Linked DNA regions of Mus musculus: region 2 is linked to region 1. Evidence: chromatin contacts called from public Hi-C data. All regions are on one chromosome and are shown on one strand. The core of a region is the stretch at or near the end of the contact, and the rest is flanking DNA. Distances in the headings are between cores, read along the strand shown. Region 1 holds the start of St3gal4 (ST3 beta-galactoside alpha-2,3-sialyltransferase 4). Region 2 has its middle 19 kb from the start of Cdon.

The links. A called contact is a pair of places that touch in the nucleus more often than the background predicts.
Region 2: a Hi-C map of CD8 T cells shows a contact between it and region 1, with 1.7 times the contacts expected there. The contact joins the enhancer-like site here to the promoter of St3gal4 in region 1. A contact is called at or near these places in 6 of 39 promoter capture datasets (the C10 cell line, the HPC-7 cell line, embryonic stem cells and 3 more), 11 of 484 Hi-C or Micro-C datasets (CD4 T cells, CD8 T cells, Th1 cells and 5 more), 6 of 115 datasets of contacts at active chromatin or transcription factors (effector CD8 T cells, embryonic stem cells, memory CD8 T cells and 3 more) and 1 of 9 other capture datasets (adipose tissue).

What each region holds. Positions count from the first base shown.
Region 1 is chr9:35,114,801-35,118,593 of GRCm38.p6, reverse strand. St3gal4 (ST3 beta-galactoside alpha-2,3-sialyltransferase 4) reads left to right here and starts at 1,730. Exons shown (of 11, transcript NM_009178.4): 1 at 1,730-1,896. 4930581F22Rik (RIKEN cDNA 4930581F22 gene) reads right to left here and starts at 1,866. Exons shown (of 6, transcript NR_029475.1): 1 at 1,754-1,866; 2 at 248-1,225. LOC115487216 (a long non-coding RNA gene) reads left to right here. Exons shown (of 3, transcript XR_003948311.1): 3 at 1,306-1,394.
Region 2 is chr9:35,431,327-35,435,039 of GRCm38.p6, reverse strand. It overlaps a transcript of Cdon not described here. Among named protein-coding and RNA genes, the nearest start is that of Cdon, 19 kb to the left of the region's middle. Within about 2 kb of position 1,894, at least 11 of the 459 cell types and tissues checked have an H3K27ac peak or open chromatin away from gene starts, as enhancers often do. A contact at or near this core is called in CD8 T cells and regulatory T cells, where this site is marked.

The sequences.
Region 1 (3,793 bases), core at 481-2,980:
TTTATTGAGCACATATATATCATATGGTGATTTCAGGACAAGTTCCCCTCCATTGTCTCATTCAATACTAATAATGCTCTTTGAATAAGCTCAGTTATTTCCACTGATCTTTTTTTTCCCCCCCATTAAGAAAAGGAAAGCTATTTAGTGGCAGAAGCAGGATTAGGACTCAAGTCTCTAGGCTCAAAAGAAAGAAGAAAAAAAAAGCTGATTCTTAAGCTCAATTTTATGGTAGAAGGATTTTTACCTTTAGCAAGAACTTGTCTTTGTACCTAGTTTGGTGAAGACTTATCCAGGTTTGGAGGCCGGGCAACTGTTTCTTGAATCAACTTGCCAGACATATTTCAGTTGTTCTTTCTCCCCGAGCAGTTTTTCTTTTGCCTTCTTCTTTTTCCCTTGCCAAACACAGAGACATAGTCATTGTATTGTCTATTCCCAGCTTAGCTCCAGACCAGGACATGAAATGTAATAAATATTTGTTGAGTGACTAGGTGACTGTCAGGCCAAAGGTACCATTCAAATAAAACTAGGTTTTGGTGAGCTGCCAAAGAGCTTCCACCTATGCAAGGTATAATTCAGATGGAAACAGCCGGAATGGAAGAAGCTGGAGGCCACCTCTTCGTTTTGTTGTGAATTGGAGAGTCCCAACACATGAGACCTCCAGCTTCCCCTGACGATGACTTTAAACTCCGTTAAAACCCTGGGCACTTACTGTCAGTTATTCACATCTTACTTACACTTAGTCACATCCTGTGCCGCCTGTTTCTTGATGGGAGTCCAGCACAACACCCGCCACCCCTTCTCTGCAACTAGATAGCAAGCTTCCGGGGGAAGGGGGACTGGATCTAATACTTTCCTTGTAGCCCCAGGGTGCTCAAGCTAGGAACTGGGTAACACTGTGCTGACTCCTGAAATGGACAGTCCTGCAGGGTGGTTTCTGCACTGTTTGCAGTCCAGGCAATTCTAGAGCCCACGGCATCAGGGTTAAAGGCTTGAAGGGGTTTCCTCTGGAGACAGGATGCCTGGCGCCTTCAGCAAGAACGGAAACTGAGAAGTTATCCAAGGCTAAGAGAGGGTATGCAAAGGAGGAAGAGCTAAGGGAGCAGTTTGGGGCGCATAGGCCGGCCTGGGGCAGAGAAAAGGCTCGTCAATTTAGGTCACCTGACTGCCATGAGGGCATGGGAGGATATTGGAAGGATGGACTTCTATTCCTGTTCTTGAGTTTCTGTAGAGAGAAAAGGATACTTTTTTTTTTTTTAACCGCGCGGGGACAGCAAAGAAGCCTTTCTTGGTTATTGTTTCCAGGAGAGCGTGGGATCAGTGCTAGAGGCAACGTTGGGCATACTCATCTTGGAGCCATTCACAGGCAGCGCTTGCCCTGGGTTTGCCCTCACCCGATCCAGCCTCCCGCACCCCGGCCGTCTCTCTCCAGGCCAGGGAGGCCTCCAGGCCAACCCCAGTCTCCCCGCGGCCTCACACCCTCGCCCTCCTTCCTCTGCGCCCTCCCTCCCTCCTTACTCCCTCCTTTCTCTGCGTCCTCCCTCCTTCGGCGCGCCCTCCCTCCTCGATGCCCTCCCTCCCTTCTTAGCTCCCTCCTTTCTCCGCGCCCTCCCTCTCTCGGTGCGCCCTCCCTCCAGCGCGGCGTTCGCGGCTGTCGGCTTCCCGACCGTGTGCGCAAGCGTGTCCGGCCCCTTCCCCGCCCCCCGCCCCCCGCCCAAGCCCTGGCCCCCGCCTCCCCTTCAGGCGGACTTGCCCGCTCCCAGGCCGGCCCCGCTCCCGGGACAGGGACCGGGCCGAGCGGAGCCACTGCGCCAGTGCTGCCCCGCCAGTCGGGGCGCCTAACGGATCGGAGCTGCGCGCGGATTTACCTCGCCCCGCCCCGCTCCACCCGCGAGGGTGAGTACGCGGCAGCCGGGCTCTGGGGCCCCGCGGCGGAGGGCGGGGAGTGACGGGGCTGCGAGGCTGCAGCCTCCCGCCACGGCTCGGAGAGGTGGTCGGGGGGCCCCGCACGTGGACGCCACGCTGCACGGGGTTGGTGTAGGGTGGCCACAGCCCTGGGGAGCTGGGTCCCTTGCTTGGACTAGATTTTCGCGGGAAGCCTGACTTGTCTCGCTCTCTAGGAGTGAGTGAGCAGGACAATCCTCCGGAAAGTTTCTAACCCCCAACCCTGTCGCTCTTGCGTCCTAGCTGAATGGGTGACTATCACCTCTAGCATCCTCCGAAGTCAGGACGTGTGGGCTGGCTTTGCTAGAGGTGACAAGTTTTGCAGGGTCTGCCTGTGTGCTGGAGTTGCAAGGTCGCTGAGGCAAAGCCCAAAGGTGGGCTTGCCAAATTGCAGGGTGGCTGTGTCCAGGGATTAGGGGGGGTCTTTGGGCCAACTGTGCTTCAAAGTTGCCTGGGTAATGGGCAGTGAGAAGGCCTAGGATAAGACTGAGAAGTTAACCTAGAGCTGGGGCAGAACCCTTGTCTATGTCTGTTCTAGGTGCCTCTCTGAGACCCTTGCTGGCTGAGACCTATGGGCAGCCCCGAGATGCCAACGTGTCTTGTACCACTGCCATTCCTCCCAGACCGAGGGGTAGACTTTCTGGTTTATGAGTCTGATCTACTCTGTTCTCTGTCCTCTAGGCTAGATCCTCCCCCCCCCCTCCCCCCGGTCAGGCTTAAAAGGCTAGTCTGGGTTTGAATAGTACCACAGTGATAGTTGTCTCTCACAAGGGGCACACACCAATACCACAGGGCAGGGTCAGTGCTACAGATCCCACTTGGCCCCTCCAGGCCTCTCTACCCAGGGGGTTGTAAACGAATTGATATGTGTAAGTATCAGGGGTACAGAGGGAATGTTGTGAGTTTGCTAGTGAAACACCATCCATAACCTTACTTTCCCAGGCACCCCTAGAGTGCTACCTAGGAGGTGCCAGTCACTTAGGGCCTCAGAAATAACTGGACATGTTTTGTTCTGTTGGGAGTTGGTCTGCAAACATCCTTTGAGAAAACTGACACCGCTCGGCTTCCTCAAACTTATTCTGCCTCTGCCCTACTCTGAGCATCCCCTATGGCCTGTCCTGTTGCATAGGGGAAGGCATCTTTGGCTGCTTACTGAACCCTGGGCCTCACCTCCCACTCATTTCACCCTCCTCAACACATCCGATCCCCCAGCCCCACTACAGCAAGCCAGGAGTTGGGCCAGTCCCCAAAGATTTCAAGGTGATGATGGAGATAAAGAGAGGTATGCAGGCAGAAGTCATAAAAGTAAATTAGGGACTGGGGGTGTGGTTCAGTGACAGACGGAGCTGCCTACAATCCCAGTACTGGGGGGGGGGGCGGCGGGGGGGGGGGAGGACGGACAACGACACAAGGAATGCAGTTGGTAAAGTGTTTACCTGTCATAAACTCTTTAAACTTGATCTCTTAACATTGCCTAAACATATTGTGGTGGTACCTATTTATAATCCCAGCACTCTGGAAATGTTATGCCAGCATTTTGACTGTAGATCATCCAGGTCATCTTCTGTTCTATGTGGAGTTTGAGGCCAACCTGAGCTACATGAGACCCTGTCTTAATAAGCCCCTTCTGGAGTTATTCTCCAAGGTTATTCTGGGATTATATCTCTCCAAGATAGAGCACTACCTTGCTATCTAAGATGGTTAAGAGCACTGAGTGGTTTTACAGGGGACTCAGGCTCAATTCCCAAGTACCCATATAGTGACTAATTCCAGTTCCAGGGGATCTGACCCCCTCTTCTGGTTGCCACAGGCTCAGGCATGCACGTGGTGCACATAAGTACAATACACA
Region 2 (3,713 bases), core at 645-3,144, 320 kb before region 1:
GAATTATCAACGGCAAAAGAAAGACTCAGAATTTTAACAATTTTCATCTACCAAGGACATACACATTGACCTAAAATAAGTCTTTAAAAGAAAGCTAGAAATTTCAAATAATACTTTGCCGGCACTCAGTAGGGAGAGTTTGAATGGCTACCTGACTCTGAGCTGGGTTACAACTTTTACATCTGATATCAGTGCTCATAGATGGCCTTCATGATGTCCTTGCTCACAAAAACTCTATCTCACGCATTTCTGATAAGCAGAGAGGCAGAAAAGGCAGCCGTGAGATGCTGTGTAAAGTAGAAAGGGCTCTGTTGAGATTATTTAAGAAGTGATGGTCAGCATCAGAAACACAGGGAAGGAGAAAGGTATTCTATATAAGGAGTAAAAAGAACCACAATACAAGAGTTTGCAATTGCTCATCAGGGGTCCTGAGGACAGGGTGTCTATGACTCCTCTTGGGCCTGTCTGTGCGTGCAATGACCAGACTAGGTCAGTACCTCTCCTTCCCTATCTCCTGGAGGCACCATTCTTAGGAGTCTGCAGGGCACCCCAACAGACAAGAGCCTTGCTCTGCAAAAGCAATGCTTCACTCCTTTGTCCCAGTCTTATGTATTGTCAGATTCCCCGAGTGCACAGGCTGCGTTCACTCTAGGTGACCTGAGACACAAAAGATGCTAGTAGTTTTCAGTGAGTTAGAAAGAACTTTTATAAGCAAGTGGGGATCTTGTTTGCCTACTAAATGTTAAAGTCCACTCCCACCCCCAGCCCCCAAAACCCTCACATTTCAACATAAAGAAAAAAAAAAGAACCGTATTTGTACAAGAACTGCTCAGAACAGTTTCTCACTCTGGGTTGCTGAAGAGCTATAGAATTTTAGTATGTGTGACCTTCTTGTTTTGGTTCCATGCCTGCTAAAATCTATAATTCCAACTAGTGAAATATGCTCTCTCAACTCTGTGTGTGTGTGTGTGTGTGTGTGTGTGTGTGTACAGCTAGCTAAGAAAACAAGAAATTAACCAAATGTTAGTTTCTGCTTATGGGGCTAACCACTTCCTTATCTTTCCCCTAGTAATCTACTATATTGAGAAGAAAAATCTCAAATTAAGAAGTAACACACTGAGAGGCTCCTTCAAATAATCTTTATGATCATTTCCAAGGGCATGGGAGGTAAGTTCACATTTAAGAAGCCCACTTTGGGGGTTAACTAAAATATTCCTATTAACATAAGTAATATACACATAGTCAAATCCCTGAGCTAAAATTTATTTGATGCCACAAAGGCTTGATAGCAAACCTCTGCAAGCTGCACTGTATAATTTAAAACCCCACTGTGGCCGCTGTCATAGCAACAAATGGGAAATTATTCTAAGACCTAACCACTATGACAATAGTTCTTTTTAAAATACATCCTCAAACACAAAAGAAATAACAAATCATGACAATTGTGTTTGCTAGCTTAATAGGAAACCGTGGCTAACAACCAGGGTTACAATGACTCAAAATTAACTTTAGCTAGCCAGGAAATCCAGAAAAAAAAAAAAGAATTTAACTCAAATACATGATGAAATTTATATGAAAGACCCATAGATAATGATAGTCAGAGCAAGATTAATAAAATTTATTTTCTGGGCAAAATCCAACTAAAATACAAAATAATTTAAAATATGGTAACTAGAGCTTAGAACCAGGACTGGGGAGAAAATGGATCTGTTTTATTTTTGTTATAGCCTCAAAAGGGATTTGTGTTGTCTTTTTTTTTTCTTGATAGTTTCTTTATTTGCATTTCAAATGTCATCCCCTTTCCTGGTCCCCCCACTCCAGGAAACACCCTATTCCATCCCCCATACCCCTGCTTCAATGAGGGTATTCCCCCACCCACCTACTCCCACCTCCCTGCCCCGGCATTCCCCTACACTGGGGCATCAAATCTTCACAGGACCAAGGGCCATCTCTCCTCCCAATAATGCCTGACAAGGCCATCCTCTGTTACATATGCAGCTGGAGCCATGTGTATTTCTCAGTTGGCAGTTTAGTCCCTGGGAGTTCTGGGGGGCGAGGGAGGGGTCTGGTTGGTTCATATTGTTGTTCCTCCTAAGGGGCTGCAAACCCCTTCAGCTGGCTCTAACACCTCCACTGGGGACCCTGCGCTCAGTCCAATGGTTGGCTGGGAGCATCTGCCTCTGTATTTGTCAGGCTCTGGCAGAGCCTCTCAGGAGACAGCTATATCAGGCTCCTGTCAACAAGCACTTCTTGGCATCCACAATAGTGTCTGGGTTTGGTGACTGTATATGGGATGGATCCCCAGGTGGGGCAGTCTCTGGATGGCCTTCCCTTCAGTCTCTGCTCTACATTTTGTATTTGCTTCCATGAGTATTTTGTGTTGTCTTTTAAATATTTTTCAATAACTATAAATAAAACTACACTGGTTTAGAAATGAGAGAAAATCCAATCAGAATGTAGCTGGAAAATATGTTTCAGAGATGCACATGTGTAGAATTGAGTTAGGAAGACACTTAATCTACCCACACCATCTCAGCAAAACTGTGTGCTTCTCAAAACAGTGTGCACTTCCTTCTTCAAGAGCATCTAAGGCTTTAAGGAAAACTAGAACATCTCCTTTAAAATGGAATCTTAGAGCCCCCAGGAATCCCACCACTCAGGAGAAGGTGGGGGAACTGCCCCAAGTCAAAGGCTAGCCTGCTCATACAACAAGATCCTGTCCCAAAAATAACTGGCCAATGGTTCGGTCAGTAGAGGTGTTTGTACACAGGCCTGAAGACCTGAGTTCAATCCTAGATCCCACAAGGTAGGAGATAATAGTTGCCCTCTGCCTCATGGCATGCCGCAGACACGGCTCCTACATAACTGCGCACACAGACACAGAAACAGACATGCACCACTCACATGCCCACCTAATAAACACTGTGATAATAAAATAATAAAATGGCAGTCGCTCAGTAGGCTGTAACTGTGAGGTAAGTCATGGCCTCCGCACAGTAGTGAGTCTTCAGTGGGGTGCCAGCCAAGTTTTTAGAAGTTATTAAGAACCTAAACGTTTCTTCTTGGGGTTTTCTAGTCCCTAGGTCGACTGGAGCTAACGTTCAGATGCTAGGATACCAACAACTGGAAATCATCTCCATCCCTGCGCCCAGCCTTCCCTTCTCCACACCCTGCCACATGCACCAAATGCCGTCAAGTTGCCAGCTACATATGGTCTGTCTGTCAATCCATGAAGAGGAACCCGTTTTACGAGTGTGGGTTCCTGGGGCTCCTGTCCTGCCCTCCTCATCGCCATCAAGACGGGAACATGGGTACTGACTGATAAGTCCTTCGGTTCCAGCTAAAACCATTCACTCCCTAGACCTTCCACCTGTGACTCACCATGTTGTTATTTTGTTATACACACTCCCTGAGGCCAAAATCAGGAAGAGAAGCCAAAAGAAATGGGCAGGGGGAAGATGTCTCCCCCCCCCCACCCCCCATCAAGCTGCTTTTTCTTTTTATTGGACTGAAAAGAGGCTGCCAAGTTCTGATGTCACTAGAATAATCTCTTGGCCTGATAAAAGTAGTATTTTATCCATTAAACACTCGTTTCCCTTGCCAGATTTACCTCCAGCCAGGCAATGTATATGATTACTCGCTGAACAGATACCAAATTATTATAAAACAGAGAATACTAATTGCTGCTGTTCTCATACCACAAAAGCTTAGTA